Linked DNA regions of Rattus norvegicus: region 2 is linked to region 1. The links are chromatin contacts, called in public Hi-C maps. All regions are on one chromosome and are shown on one strand. Each heading gives the region's core, a stretch centred on a gene start, on an enhancer-like site or on the middle of the called end of the contact. The rest is flanking DNA. Distances are from core to core; before and after follow the strand shown.

What was found. Hi-C and Micro-C count contacts between places; a contact is called where the count stands out from the background.
Region 2: a Hi-C map of Schwann cells shows a contact between it and region 1, with 6 times the contacts expected there. The contact joins the promoter of Slc35b1 here to the promoter of Dlx3 in region 1. A contact is called at or near these places in 7 of 12 Hi-C or Micro-C datasets (the A7r5 cell line, the Rat2 cell line, Schwann cells and 4 more).

What each region holds. Positions count from the first base shown.
Region 1 is chr10:80,558,113-80,565,949 of GRCr8, forward strand. It overlaps Dlx3 (distal-less homeobox 3), which reads left to right and starts at 3,223. Exons shown (of 3, transcript NM_001105832.1): 1 at 3,223-3,732; 2 at 4,777-4,967; 3 at 6,677-7,837. The coding sequence starts at 3,408. The coding sequence ends at 7,024.
Region 2 is chr10:80,821,853-80,829,689 of GRCr8, forward strand. Slc35b1 (solute carrier family 35, member B1) reads left to right here and starts at 3,120. Exons shown (of 9, transcript NM_199081.1): 1 at 3,120-3,306; 2 at 3,980-4,083; 3 at 4,664-4,794; 4 at 5,454-5,484; 5 at 6,014-6,171; 6 at 7,339-7,465. The coding sequence starts at 3,203. Fam117a (family with sequence similarity 117, member A) reads left to right here. Exons shown (of 8, transcript NM_001109039.2): 8 at 1-267.

The DNA.
Region 1 (7,837 bases), core at 1,973-4,472:
GATGGCGCCAGGTCCCCAGGCAAGGAAGAAAGCAAGCCTGCCTACACACCAGGGTCCATCCTTTTCCTGAACGTCATCCCTCTGCTGGTTCGTCATCCCTCTGCTGGTTCGTAGTGTCCAATTGGCCTGATACCTGGTCTCCAAGAAACGGGACCATAGCAGGCACCTCTTCTCCATGTCAGAGACAGTGTGTGCAGTAGACCTTGACCTGGACACCAACCAGCGCCCTTCACTCCTGTCGGTCTCCTAGAGGTCTGTCACCTGTCACCAGCCGCCTTGTTTCACCCCTCCTTCAGGAGCAGGACTCTGGCTAGCTGACACTTGCTCATCTTGCTGGACCAGATGAAGTCCAGTGGGTGACACCAGTCCTACTGCATCTTCTGGCTGCCTTTCCGCCCAGCTACCACACAGCTGTTGGTGGCTCCCTTCCTGCTGATCATAGGGACCCCTCAGGAACAACTCCAAACTCAATTCCATTGAGAATGAGTTCTGTGCCTGCTTCAGACCTTCCATCAACCATGCCTCAGCCTCAGTCTGGCCTCTGTTAGAACAGTACCAAAGGGATCCAGCTCCTCTCATTTAGTCACTCAACAAACATTTCCCAAAGACTATCTTATGTATCTGAAGGATTATGGTGAATGAGGTAGGCATTCCCCAGCACACTGCAACAGGGACAAGGTGTTAACCACACAAACCGTTTTTAAGTAATTCTCCTCCTCCTCCTCCTCCTCCTCCTCCTCCTCCTCCTCCTCCTCCTCCTCCTCCTCCTTCCTTCTCCCCCCCTCAACAGGGTTTCTCTGTGTAGCCCTGGCTATCCTAGAACTAGCTCTGTAGACCAGGCTGGCCTTGAACACACAGAGATCCATTTGCCTCTGCCTCCCTAGTGCTGGGGTTAAAGGCATACGCTGCCACGCCCAGCCTTAAATGCTTCTTGACGCTACCGTTGTGATTTCAGTCTGTTTCTAGAGCACAACAGACCTTGGAAATTACCCTAAAATAACTCACTACCACCCCAAGGCTCCTGTGCGCACTCTCGGCCAGGCCCAGATGGGGTGAGGGGAGACTGGGGCATCTCCGAATCACCTGTCACTCCAGATGAATGAATGAACGAACTCTCGAGACAGTTTGCCCGACGCTGTCCCTTCCCTGTGGGCAGCTGGGGGCTCCAAAACAGGCCCTCCCCGCCGCCCCCGCTTGCATCCTGGGAGGGGAACCGGCAGCCCAGTGCCCTTCCTGCCCCCAACGCCCCGGGCTCCTTGGGCGCCCTCTTGGCAAAAGAACAGAGGGCATCCAGAGCGGGTGGCAACTCGTCCCGCCACGAGCTCGCAGCGGCGGGCGATAGGAGCTGGGGGGACGCTCAGATAGACAGACAGATAGCGCTCCCCTCTCCCGCCCCCGCCCCCACCTTTCCCACGCGGCGGCCTCCCGGGGCGGCCCAGGCCAGGCGGTCACCTATTCCTGTCCCTGCTCCCGGACCAGGTCCTGCTAGCTCGCCAAGCCCAAGTTTTTTCGGGCTTAGCATCCTGTGGCTGGATCTAACGTTGAAACATCTCACCGCGCCCCCTCAACACTCTAAGCCGAATGAGACCCCTTTCCTCTCTGCCTGCTAGCTCCTTAAGACAGCCTTAAGGCAGATTGCAGAACCTTGGAACAACCACGAGGTGGCGCGCTGGCACTGTGTGTCCTGGCTAGGCAAAGCAAGGAGATACAAAGTTCGAGATGTGTAAGGAAGGCCTGAGGATGGAGGGGGTAATAGGAACTGAAATTGGGAGAAGGCTCCTTCCTCCACGGATAGATTTGGGAGTAGAAACGGGGGTGCTATAGAGAAATATGATTGGCATCCGGAACAGCAAATATAATTACCTGGGAACTGGACTTAGAGAGCCAGACAGACAGGAGGGTTGAAGATCGCTCCAGGATGAGAAGCCTCTTCATCAGGGCGTTCATGGACAGAAGACATTGAATGAAGTACCTGGCTCCTATCTGTTGGAGACAGACGGGTCTGAGCATCCATCTGTGCACATTTGGGTACACATAGCTGTCTGGTCAGTCGTTCACAACCCTACACTTCCACTGCCTCACCCCCCCACACACACACACACTTGCACACTTTCTCACGGGCACTCTTGTGGACCTCACTTGTGGGCACACTGTGGACCGTCTGCATTTTGTGGAAGATGTAACATACATCTTTAACCCCTAACAACGTCTGTGCTCTCAAGTGCTGTCCCATACTGAGGGGAGCCTGCCTCAAAAAGCCAGCCTCATAGGGGACAACTCATGGCTCTTGCCATTTAACCTGGTCCCTCTGAAATGGCACACATACAGTTGGGGAACACATACAATTGGGGGTATCTCCGTCTTCTAAAGCAGCCCCTAAATCCATACAGCTTTACTCCGGTAGGATGCTCCCACGCCCGACGAATGACTTGCAGGCCCAAGGTGCTTCTGCTTGGTCAGATTCTTCCTTCATAATTTTTTTTTCTTTTTTTCGGAGCTGGGGACTGAACCCAGGGCCTTGTGCTTGCTAGGCAAGCGCTCTACCACTGAGCTAAATCCCCAACCTCCTTCATAATTTTTAAACTTACATTTCATACCTGCAGTGTCATGAAGATAATATATTAATATAGTCCAACATTTTTAAAACATGGACATTCCTTTTTTTCGTCTTCTTTTTTTTTTTTTTTTTTTCTTTTTTCCCCCTTCGAACTTTAAGGGCGATCGAAATTATTTTCCTGGACCCTGGGTCCTTGCCACTTTGTCATTTGCATACAACACACAGACATCACCAAGGACCACCTCCTTCCATAAACACCCAATGGATAAATTCCCCTCCTTCCTCATCTCACCTAAGCCCACCCCTGGCCACTAAAACAGACAGACTAGTAGATCCTGGGGGCTCTGCACAGCCAGCCACTCCACACACTCGGAAAATTTATCTGAGGTGGAGCATAGGAGGAACATAGTGGTGCTGGCGGTGGTGTGTGTGTGTGTGTGTGTGTGTGTGTGTGTGTGTGTGTGTGTGTGTGTGTGTGTGTGCATTAGGGGTAACAACAAAGAGGGTTGAGAGGGTTGGGGGAGCCAGTGAGAAAGCGCGAGCATGTTTTGCCTCGAAGGCAAGACTTACAGCCAATCAGCGCTCAGGAGCCTCCCTCGGAGACTCCAACATTGAGTCTATAACCGGCTGGCCGGGCGGAGCTGGCAGCATTTGACTGTGGCTTGGGACGCTGAGAGAGGCACGCAGCTACTGACCGACGACCGGCGATGGTCTAGGCGCCCCTTGGCCACCCCCACCCCCGACGCGACCGCGTCCTGCCCTCGCCCTCTGGACACACACCCCACCTGGGCTCCTCCGTCCGTTCGGCGCTCCTCGGAGGAAGCCCGGGGGTGTTGCGGCGCTCGCCAGCATGAGCGGCTCCTTCGATCGCAAGCTCAGCAGCATCCTCACCGACATCTCCAGCTCGCTTAGCTGCCATGCGGGCTCCAAGGACTCGCCCACCCTGCCCGAGTCTTCGGTCACTGACCTGGGCTATTACAGCGCTCCCCAACATGACTACTACTCGGGCCAGCCCTACGGCCAGACGGTGAACCCCTATACCTACCACCACCAGTTCAATCTCAATGGGCTCGCAGGCACCGGCGCTTACTCGCCCAAGTCGGAATATACCTACGGGGGATCCTACCGACAGTATGGAGCGTACCGGGAGCAGCCTTTGCCTGCCCAGGACCCAGGTGAGGAAACCGGGTTGTGGAGAGGGTGCGAGGGATTATAAGGTTCCCAAGCGAGAGGATGTCTGGCAATGGATGCTGAAACCTAGGGCACCTCAAGGTTAAGAAATGGAAGAGTTGAAGATTAGAGGAGACCCGGTTAGATGACTTCCAGAGGGGCGAACCACACTCGGAAGAGACTCGAACTGTGCGCTGCGGTCTCCTGGAGATTCCGGGGCAGCCGGGGCCATCGGGAGTGCTCTCTGGTTGATCAAGGGAACCTTCAGTGTCGCGATCCCTCTGGCATTAGAGCCGGTAACCCAAGAGGGTCGCCAAGGGCTTGAGCGGGGGCAGCGAGGGCTGGAGGTTCCAGGGCCCTTCTTCTGGACGCCCGTCCCGGGAAACCCGTAGTAGTGAAAGGCACGTGGAGAAAGACCCAAAGAAGTCCCAGAAGTGGAGGAAGGAAAGACTGAGAAGTAGAGATGTGGAGAGAGAAGTGGGGACAGTGAGAAAGAAATGGGGTGGGATGAGAAAAAGCACAGCAGAAAGCAACAGAGGAAAGGAAAAGGGAGAGAGGGAAGTAAGAAAAAGAAGAGAACGGAGGAAAGGAAGGAGAGGGAAGGAAAAGAAAACAGAGAGAAAGGAAAGAGACTGAGAAAACAATGGTACTGCCCTTGAAACAAATTAACCTGAACTAGGAAGTTTATTAAAAGGGGATGGGGAGTGGGGACCAGGAGTGGGAGACGCCACCGCGGTTAGGTGGGTCACTAAAGAAGAGTGGCTGAGCCGGGAAGGCGTCTGGAGCGAGCTGCGCGGTCCTCGCCCAGTCGGTTGCTGGCGCCGGGGCCGGCGCTTCGGGGGCCCCGGGTGCCGAGCTGGGAGCGCCGCGTCGTGGGCGGCCGCCGGTCCGGCTGGGTCGCTGCGGTTCCCTCCCTGGGCGCGGGCGGCACAACGCTCCTCCAAGAAGTCTCGGGGAGATCAGTGGGCCGGAGGGTGCGGCCTCGGTGGGAACTCATGGAAAACACGGGGGTCGCAGGCTGAGACTAAACTGGTGTTTTCCCCTTACAGTGTCGGTGAAAGAGGAGCCGGAAGCCGAGGTACGCATGGTGAACGGCAAGCCCAAGAAGGTCCGAAAGCCGCGAACGATCTACTCCAGCTATCAGCTGGCTGCCCTGCAGCGCCGTTTCCAGAAAGCCCAGTATCTGGCCTTGCCTGAGCGCGCCGAGCTAGCTGCACAGCTGGGCCTCACACAAACACAGGTTAGTACTGAACGCTCCAGGGTCTCTGGAGGGAGATGGGAGCATGAGGGACCTGGGGATTCCCTAGGTACCTCTGAGCCTGGCTGGCCGGTTAAACACCCCCACCCCCAGCCCTTGCCCCGCAGCCCATTGTAGGGACTCCTGCCTGCGCTATGAGTGGCTGAGTCTCAGCTTTGAAAGAAAGGGTTACAGTAGCGAGTGAGCATAGAAAGGTGCAGTGTGCATCTTTGTGAACTTACGCAACTGTGTATGTCTGTCACAGAGACATGCCCTCCCCTACACCCCAGAACTCCTAGCTCCCAAGACCCTCAGCAACGTTATAGGACGTAGGAGCCCCTGTCGCCTCTCTCCCAAGCGAAGTATGAAGTATGTGCGTGTAGGATTTACGTGTGACATTCCAGGAAATACTCACATAAAGAATAGGGTCCTTTGGGGCTGGGGATTTGGCTCAGTGGTAGAGCGCTTGCCTAGGAAGCGCAAGGCCCTGGGTTCGGTCCCCAGCTCCGAAAAAAAGAACCAAAAAAAAAAAAAAAAAAAAAAAAAAAAAAAGAATAGGGTCCTTTAAGGGTTTTTTTGCAAACAGAACGCAACTATCTGTGATGGGACCCGCACGCGCGAACACACACACACACACACACACACACACACACACACACACACACACACAAAGTATGCTTGTATAAAAACGTCATGATCTTGCTTCCCACCCAAACGCCTAAGCAGAGAGGTTCTCCACTAAAAGGACCACCTAGGGATCAGAAAGTAGGAAGTCCACCCCCACCCTCTTACCTGTCTCTAAACCCCAAGCAGCCCCACAGCTCTGGGGAGGAATGTCGGGTGCCTAGCTCCCTACAGGTGTTGACAGGCTGGCTTTGGTTGCGGCTGGGCTGTGTGGGGCCTGGTCCATCGGGAATCTGGGTCACCTGGTGAGAAGCTGAATCATTGTTTGTACCAGTCATGGGGTGGAGAGAAGCAGGGGGAGGGGGAGATACCCCAAGGGAAATTTAGAGACTCAGGAATTGTGGTTCACCTGCCCCTGAGTCCCTGGGTCACCCCTAAGACCCAGTCAGAGCCTTAGGAGCCCTCCATGCCTGAGTGTTGGTGTTGTGGGTGCTTATCTGGGTGTTATCTGCATGCATTTATAGCTTTACTGTCTGGTGGCTGTGTGAGGCTGCGTGGGTATGTTGCTGAGTGGGGAGGTACCATGTGTGGGTGTGTGTTTATCCCAGTTTATATGTGAACTTCAGTGAAGGGCCTCTAATGTGGGCAAAATACCACCAACTGCTCGGTTCCTGCTCAGGGTGCCTTTTACTGAGCATTTACTATAGAGCGGACCGTTTAAGTTGTCTATGCCTTAACTTTCTTGAGTCTTATATCGACCCTTTGAGATAGGTGGTAGCGTTGGCATGGTCCCCATTTTGCAATGAGAGGAAGGTGAGGCCAGAGAGGGTATAAGTAACCTGCCTAAGGTCCCGCTTCAGAAGTGGCAAACCACCGGGCCAGCAGAATATTCCAAGCCACAGAGTTCTTCCCCAACTGGAAAAAAAGATACTGGCTTAGGTGTGAGAGCTCTGGAGTTTTGCCTAGTTCCCCCCCCCCCCCCCCCGTGAGGCTGGGTACGGCTTTGCCTTTTCCAGACTGGGCTGGGTGGAGGGGTCCTTTAGGCATGCTGAGAGGCTAACTAGTAGCTCTTTCTTTCTTCTGTCCAGGTGAAAATCTGGTTCCAGAACCGTCGCTCCAAGTTCAAAAAGCTCTACAAGAATGGGGAGGTGCCACTGGAACACAGTCCCAACAACAGCGATTCCATGGCCTGCAACTCACCACCATCACCGGCACTCTGGGACACATCTTCCCATTCCACTCCAGCCCCTACCCGAAATCCGCTGCCCCCACCGCTCCCATACAGTGCCTCCCCCAACTACCTGGACGACCCCACCAACTCTTGGTACCACACACAGAACCTCAGTGGACCCCACTTACAGCAGCAGCCACCTCAGCCGGCCACCCTGCACCATGCCTCCCCTGGGCCCCCGCCTAACCCTGGGGCTGTGTACTGAGTACCCACCTGGCCTGCAATCTCCCACGAAGGACCCCCCCCCCAGGACTAAGGCAGAAGGTGCCCTGTCCTAGAGACACTCAGGAATCATCGAGGGGCACAGGGGAAAGACTCTCTTCCCCCTCCCTTGTCCCTTCTTCCAGGGGCCCAAGAACCTCCAGATGAGAAATGCATGGACCAAGGATGCCCCCTTAAAACAACCTCCCTCCCCCTGCTTAGACTGGGGTGCCCTCCAGATGGAGAGGAGTTCCACCCCAGGGGGGAAAGGAAGCCCATGCTCTTTGCTCCAGAAACCCGGATTGCCTCTAGATGGCTTTTCAAATCACCTTCCAGCTTTTCAAACACAGTAGAGACCTCCAAAGTGGGAAAGCCAGAGTGTTTGCAGGTCTACCTGTGCTGGGGCACCAGGGGCCATGGATTCCAGCACTGCCAGAGCTAAAGCACCAGGGGCAACAACACCTTCTTGAGCCACTCTTTAAAGACATTGGACATACCATCACGTCTGAGCCTCAAGATGGGGGCCTGACCTAGCCCCCCACTGTTCTCCAGCCCTCATTAGGATTTGAGGGTCAAACCAAAGAAAACTCCCCTAAATGTGGGAACCTTTTGATATCCAGGGCTTTCAAGGGAAGAAGTAAAGGAGCCATCTATCTCTCTGCCCCTTCCCTGGGGAAGAGGACTGTTCATGTCTTTTCCCAAGGACCCATTTCTTCTTCCATGTACAGGACTTTGCACAACTCTGGTTTTAAAAGCTGTTGAAACCTAGGACAACAATGGGCATTGTTAACAGTTAGGACCAAAATCCACTCATCTC
Region 2 (7,837 bases), core at 1,870-4,369, 260 kb after region 1:
ATCCTCTACCCACCCCAGGGTTGGATTGAATTAGAAAAATGCCTATTTTTCTTGTATTGATGTAGAAACTCTATTTTCACCCAAAGACACTATTTTTGCAGCTATTTGAAGTTTGTATATTTTCCGTACTGCAGAGCTTACTCAAAATTGAAGAATGTTAATGTTAGAGGTTTCTTATCTTATGTTTAGAGGTTATTGTGGGTTTTTTTGTTTGTTTGTTTTTTGCAGATCTTGATTTATTAGACCAAATAAATAAGTGTTCCAGCAGTTTGAGTTTTCTGAATACCTGGGATGGGAGGCGTGAGGTAGAATGGAAGGTATTGTATCCATTACCGTAGCCTATCTTCAAGAGAAGGAACCTCCATTTAACATAGAGTGGACTAATTGCTGTATGGATGGGCCTTGCTAGAGACTCTTCACAAAGACACACTAACAGTAGACTCATGAAGTCTTGTCTAGAACGGAGAACATGATGTGTCCTGCAAGTGGACATGGAAGTCATTTGGGAAGGGTACCATCCTAATAAGAGTACCCAAAGGCTCCTGAGGAACATTGGACCTGAAAGAGAGTATGAGGACAATTGAAGGGAGACAGTCTGGCATTACAAGTACTCCTTGTACTTTCAGGAAAGTGAGACCAGTGAATAGCTTGCAGCTGGGACAGCATTATGCCTGTAGTTTCAGTGAGTACCCAAGGCAAGAGTGTGCAACCCTGAAGGGGACACAGGAACCATCCTTGTCCTTTCACAGCCTCTGAGATGTAAGAGCTCTTAGACATTTGAGGGAAGTGGGAATCGCCATCCCAACCTTCTGTTAGTGCCTGGAATTCATGAAGCATTTCAACAAAAGACTTAAGGAACCCTCCCCTCACCCCACAGGCCAGGCTATCCCAAGTACTATCCATTGGTTTGGTAACCACCAGCAAACCAAATTAGAGGCTTTAAGAGAATATCATTGAAAATAGGACAACTTTTGGGAAAGAAGAACCAGTCTGAGTGAAGGAAGGTCCAAAAGATTAAACAGCTTTTTCCAAAACGACTGCACCACATAGGGGAATAAGGATTGGAACCCTGATCACTTCACAGCTGGTGCTTTCTAACCAAAGAGCTCCCCTTTGATTATTGCCAGTGATGTCACATGGGGAAACTCAGGTGGTGGTGGCAGCAGCACACCCTTGAATCTCAGCACTTAGGAGTCAGAGGCAGGTGGATCTCGAGTTTGAGGCCAACCTGCTCTACAGAGAGTTCCAGGACAGTCAGCCAGTGAAATCCTGTCTTGGAAAAATAAAAATAAAAATAAAAATAAAAAACACACCAGGGGGGTTGGGGATTTGACTCAGTGGTAGAGCACTTGCCTAGCAAGCGCAAGGCCCTGGGTTCAGTCCTCAGCTCCAATAAACAAACAAACAAACAAACAAACAAACAAATAAATAAATAACACCGGGAAGCTCAACCTAGGTCAAGTGAATTGTTTGAGGTCCCAGTTGATAAATAAAAGGCAGAAATGGAATCCAGACTCACCCAGTTACTATTTGGTTGCCTGGGAAGTGTCTGCTGATCCAGGAGAGTAAACCAAAGGGCAAGAGAGTAAAACTTACAGTGTCTCCCAAAAGGTGACACTAGGCAAGGGACAGACCCTATTTTTTCTTAGTCCTCCTAGCCCTGAAAGATGTCTGGCTTGTCCCCAAAGCCTTAGTGAGTCAGGTCCCCAGTGATGGGTGTGGTGCTGCCTGCTTTTCCTTCCTTTGCCTGAAGCTGTGCCAAAGGAGCAAAGCTGCTAGAAGAGAAAAGCAACCCCAAGACCCAAGACTGCCTGAAAATTTGGACAGTTTTAGATGGAGGACTTGGTGACCTGGTGTTAGTCTCCCTTTTACAATTCTAGGGAAGCAGGTGGAGACCCAACTGTTTAATCAGTGAGAAGTTCATGGATGAGACCACTAATAGGCAGAGGTGTATTGTGAGGGGTTACTTCATTGGATAGTTGCAAGGTCTTAAAGTTTACTTAAGTCCTTGGAAGGGAGGGGTTGGGGATTTAGCTCAGTGGTAGAGCACTTGCCTAGCAAGTGCAAGGCCCTGGGTTCGGTCCCCAGCTCCGAAAAAAAGAAAAAAGAAAAAAGAAAAAAAAAGTACTTGGAAGGGAGGTGGAGCGAAAAGAATTGTGAGTTCAACGTCATTCTCCTATATAGATTCAAGGACAGCCTGAGCTACACGAGATCATGTCTTTTTTTTTTTTAAGGCATTTCAATAAACTTGGATTTTTCACCCCGAAGAGGTGAGGAAATACGATTAGAGTTGAGAAAATGTGATGACTAATAATACTTTAAAGTTGCACAGCGCACTTTACAGTTTATAAAACAGTTTGGCAAACCTTAGCTCATTTAATCTTCAGAACATTCAATCAGTGACAGGGTGGTTATTATTAATTACTACGTTTACAGAGTGAGAAATCCGTAGCTCGGAATTTAAGCAACACGTACTGTGCTGCCCCTAAGTGATAAGAGCCCTGATCTATCACGGAGCCTGACCAGTGGCTCCCTGCCATGAAAACTTAGTAATGTGTCCTAAGAAGAGAACCTGTACATCTCAGCCAGGTCTTGAATGTAGGGTAGACAGGGTTGGAGTCGCTGACGCTGGCCAGCGGCTAGAGGGCGCTACGGCTCTATGAAGCGTTCTTGGCGTTAGGACCCAGCCGCGGCCTGACAGCCAACTGCAAAAAAGACTTTGATTCACTCCCCTAGACCTCACCGCCTCTTTCTCCGCCCAGCTGTCTATTTTCACTCCTCGTAGCCAATTGATAACATCCACATACTTGTACGTCATCACTATACGCCGCGTAAACTCCTAGGCCTCCCCGCCGAGCTCCGGGTTGTAGGTGTCCTAGGCGTTGCCTGATCGGAAAAATCTAAAAGATGAGACATTAACCTCGATATGGCCGACTTTCCTGGCCACCAGGAATGGCGTAATGGTTTTAAAGCCTGCCTTCTTTCCTAGAACGCTCCTTCTGGGGCGGGAGGCATTTCCTTCTCGGAAGCTCTGAGCTGGCATATCTGGAGTTGGCTGCTCCGGCCTACGAGCCGGCGGTCGCACGCAGCTCCTATGAGGTCCCTGCCGCCGGCCGGCGATGTCCGCCTGGAGCTTTCGCCTTCGCCGCCGGTACCGCTACCTGTTCTGAACGGATCTCCGGCCGACTCGTCCCTGCGTCTCATGGCCGCTAGCAGATCCCTGGTGCCCGACAGGCTGCGCCTACCACTCTGCTTCTTGGGTGTCTTTGTCTGCTACTTCTACTATGGGATCCTGCAGGAGAAGATGTGAGCAGACCCTTGAGGGGGCAGGACTGCTAACATCCCCCAGCCAGGGCTGGAATCCAGTCCCCACCGTCCATTTTACAGTCTAATCCTCGGGCTTCCTGTGTCTGGTACAGGTTTTCCTCTTCTCCGGCTCGGCCCTCTGACCTTTTTTTGCACCCTGCTATTATGCATTGCTAGCTGAGCATCCTTGTAATTCTAAAATACCAGGGCCGGCCTCAGGAGTTTTGGGACACGATTCTTTTCTTCCTTTAGATATTTTTACTTTTGTTGATTCCAAGAGCGTTCCATGGCCTGAGCCAGGTCCTTTTTTTTTTTTTTTTTTTTTTTTTTTAGCCCTGAGGTGTTGCACACGGTTAATCTTCTTGCCTTCGGTCTTGCTTTATTTTTCTACAGGGGATACTTTTGTTCCGCTGTCTGACTTTCCTAGTTGCCCCTACCTTTGTCCATTATGGTTATTCTTTCCTCAGGCTATGGTATCAGTAGGCTGGTATCTAGTTTTTAGGCTTAAGTCAAATCTGCCTCTGTGGGTAAATACACTCGGAAAGCTTACTAACTCTAACTACATCTACAAAAGCATGATACTTCCAAAGCTCTCAGTGGCTCCGAGCATACTTGATGACACTGAGTGACACATAATGATTTCTCCCCTCGTTTTTTATGTGTTTCATCACAGAACAAGAGGAAAGTATGGAGAAGGACCCAAACAGGAGACATTCACCTTTGCCTTAACTTTGGTTTTCATCCAGTGTGTGATCAATGCTATGTTTGCCAAGATCTGTGAGTACCTCATAGTAATTTGTTGGGCGCACTCTCCTTTCTCCCATATTCTGGGCATAGATGTGGATTCATCTTTAAAAATCAAAGTTTTTCCCTACCTCCATACCCTTGAGTATTTAAACAGCTTCTCTGCGGTCTGTAAAACCAATGGCTGTGAAATGAGATTAAAATATTAGGCCTCTAAATTATACCTACTTTTGAGTTAGAAATGACTGGGCCCTCTATATTCCAAATTCCCATTGAAAACACTTAGAACATTTTCCCCTTTATCCCTTTGACTTTGCCTTGTGTGTCAGCTTCAAACACGTCTTTGTTCCTATCAGCAGAGTTAAGCCATCCTTTCTTGAACTCAATGAATCCCTACCACCACTCTGCATGTGGTCATGTTAGGCTTAAGGGGAACTGGGGAGATGAATAATTTTCAGATTTCCCAGCTTAAGAGGATAGAAATAGCTGTCTTTCTTGACAGGCAAGTTTCTTTCACATGGCCTCAACTCTTTGCTTAGTGGTCCATCCTTGCCCCACCGGGTTTCTCTTGTATGTTTTGTTTGTTTTTGTTTTATTTTTTGTCTTCTCCCAGTGATCCAGTTTTTTGACACTGCCAGGGTGGATCGCACTCGGACCTGGCTCTATGCTGCCTGCTCTGTCTCCTATGTGGGCGCCATGGTCTCCAGCAACTCAGCACTACAGTTTGTCAACTATCCAACTCAGGTGAAATCTCAGGGTGAGATGAGAGTTGGCTCAGAAATTGTGTGGACAGGACTAAGGGGGATCATCCCTCACCTCCCCTCAGGTCTGTGATTTAAATAAATGGAAGCAATCCCACAAGGCTAGGGATCTAACTCGGTAGAGCTGGCTTAGCATGGGTGAAGACCAGTGTTCCATCCCCAACACTGCATGGGTCAGGCTTGGTGCCACTTGCCTGCAGTCCTTGCACTCGGGAGGTAGAGGCTGGAGGATCACAATCAAGAGGTTCAAGATCATGTTCAACTGTAGCAGTGTATCCGGTTCAAAGCCAGGCTGGGCTTCTTGAAACTATGTTCAAAACAAAACTGGAAACTATATTCAAAACAAAACAAAACTTGAAACTATGTTTAAAACAAAATTTGAAACTATGTTCAAAATAAAAAAAAAAAAACAAAAAACAAAAAAAGGAAGGAAGAAACATTCAAAGAGTTTATGCTTGAGAAAGAGTGTAGAGTTTAGGACATAGAGTTGGGGCACAGGTTTGGGTTTGGCCATAAAAGGGCTGCCTCCTGAGGCCAACCTGTGGGGTTCAGGTCCAGTGCTAATGCCTCTTAACGCAGCAACTGATGTACTTCCTGGCACACCACAGAGGCTTAGGAATTATTTGCTCACTTTTATTTCAGGTCCTTGGTAAATCCTGCAAGCCAATCCCAGGTAAGCAGAGACAGTGAACTCTGTCTTCCTCTCTTTCCGAGTGGCTCTGGGTGTCATCATCCCATTGTAGGTCTCTCTAGTGTCTTTCCTGTCACCGGTGTTGCTTCCTGTGTTATGCACAGGCCAAGTGGGAACCAGAGGCTAACCTTGCCTACTCTGTGTCCTCAGTTACTGTAGTGTCCCCTGTTTACATTGTCACCACACACCTGGAATCCCATTCGGGCCAGCAATCTGATTGATCTCTTCCTTTCAGTGTCTGGTCTTCCCCTCCTGGCTCTCCACCCTTCCCAGGTCCTTCATGGACCTTTGACTTTTGTCCTCTCTTTTCTCCACCTAGCTACTACTCAAGCCCTGTTGCTCAATCATCTTTATCTAGGGGCCAGCGTGACACCCCTCCCACCTCGCCCTCTGGAAGGCTTCTTTCTCAAATGTTTCTCCTTCAGTCTTGATGTGGCTCTCAGGAGGAGGATGTTGGGGTCACTGACACCAATGGGGCCTTGAGTTTTTACTGTCGTTTGTTTTTCTATAGTTATGCTCCTCGGAGTGACCCTCTTGAAGAAGAAGTACCCATTGGCCAAGTACCTGTGTGTGTTGCTAATTGTGGCTGGCGTGGCTCTTTTCATGTATAAGCCCAAGAAGGTGGTTGGGATAGAAGAGCACACGGTCGGCTTTGGAGAGCTCCTTCTGGTACGCAGTCCTGTTGTGACACAGTCTTTTCAGCAGATTCCACCAAGGACAGCCCCAACAAGGCAGGCGGAAAGCCTGACTCAGGTCCCTGGCTCTGCTATGGCCATAACAAGAAGCCTGAAATATTTAGCCATAGCTAAGGAAGCTCTCCTGGAGAGGAGTGCTCTAAGGACTGTGCCTAGCTACCCGTGTGAGCTCAGAGATACCCAAGAGCAGAGGAGGAAAGAATGTTGGAGTGTGCTTCCCTGGGTTTCCAGGCAACAGAAGCCAGACTTGAATGAATGGGATCAATCGTTTATGTTAGGCCCTGTTCAAGGGCTTCACATTGTTGTTGATTAACTCTTATACCAGCCTCCTAACACCAGCAGTGTTCTCTCCATTTTATAAGTGAGCAAACTAAGGAGACCACTCACTTGACCACTGACACACACTTAAGTGGCAGTCAGGATTCCAGGCCAGGCAGTCTGATCCTAGACTCAGGAGCATAGTGTCCTTTCTCCCTCCCTTCTTCCGTCTGTCTGTCCATCCCTCCTTCCCACCTTCCCTCCCTTTTTTTCTTCCCTCCCTCCCTCCCTCCCTTCCTTCCTCCTTCCCTCTGTCCATGTGTCTGTCTCCCTCTGTCTATCTCTCTTCGCCCTCTTCCCTCCTTCCCTCCCTCCCTTTCTCCCTCCCACCCTCCCACCTACTCTCTGTCTCTCTCTCTCATTTTCAGACAGGGTTTCTCTGAGTATCCCTGGCTATTCTGGAACTTGTTCTGTAGTCCTGACTGGCCTCAAATTTATAGAGATCCACCTGCCTCTGCTTCCCAAGTGAGGGATTAAAGGCATGTGCCACTACTGTCCAGTTCTTACCAAGCCAGAAAGCCAGCCTACTCCCTGGTTCAGTCCTTCTGCACCAGCTTATAGGCTTTGACATTGAGAACTGGTGGGCTTCCTGCTCTACTCTGATTATAGCCCCACTGTGATACCATTAGTCTTTCAGTCCGGAGCCTGCCAAGAAAAAGGCTGGTCTCTCTACCCCTACACCTGACTGTAGGCAGCTATAGTTCTGAGGACTCTGTCTTTAGGTAGCAACTTTTTAAGTGCCTGAGGGGAGGGTCTTGTGTCCTGGGTTAGGGAGGTACCCTGCTGGCCAGCTCACTGCCAACTGCTCTTTTTCCTTTCCCAGCTCTTGTCTCTGACCCTGGATGGACTGACAGGTGTTTCCCAGGACCATATGCGGGCTCATTACCAAACAGGTTCCAATCACATGATGTTGAACATCAACCTTTGGTCCACGGTCTTGCTCGGTGCTGGTAAGGAGCCATTCTGCTGTTCTGTGCACAGATCACCAGAGGGCAGACTGCTTCTACCCAGTTATCCCTAGCTTGGCTTCCAGTTGTTAACCTCATGCAAGGCCAAGGGCCTGACTTGATTCCAACGCCCTATTGTCCAATGCCTGAGAGACTGTCCTGGAAAGACCAGTGATGGCAGGATCTCTCCTCTCCCCGTCACTAACACTGTAGGGTAGACATGCTCCAGATGTTGAGAAGACACAGTGAAACGCACAGAGATACCTAGGAACAGTCTTTCTCCTGAGGCAAATGTGACGTAAGCACAGTGCTTGCTGACTTATAAGTACACTGAATGGAGTTCCCAGATGAAGGCCTTTGCTTTAGAGTCAGTGA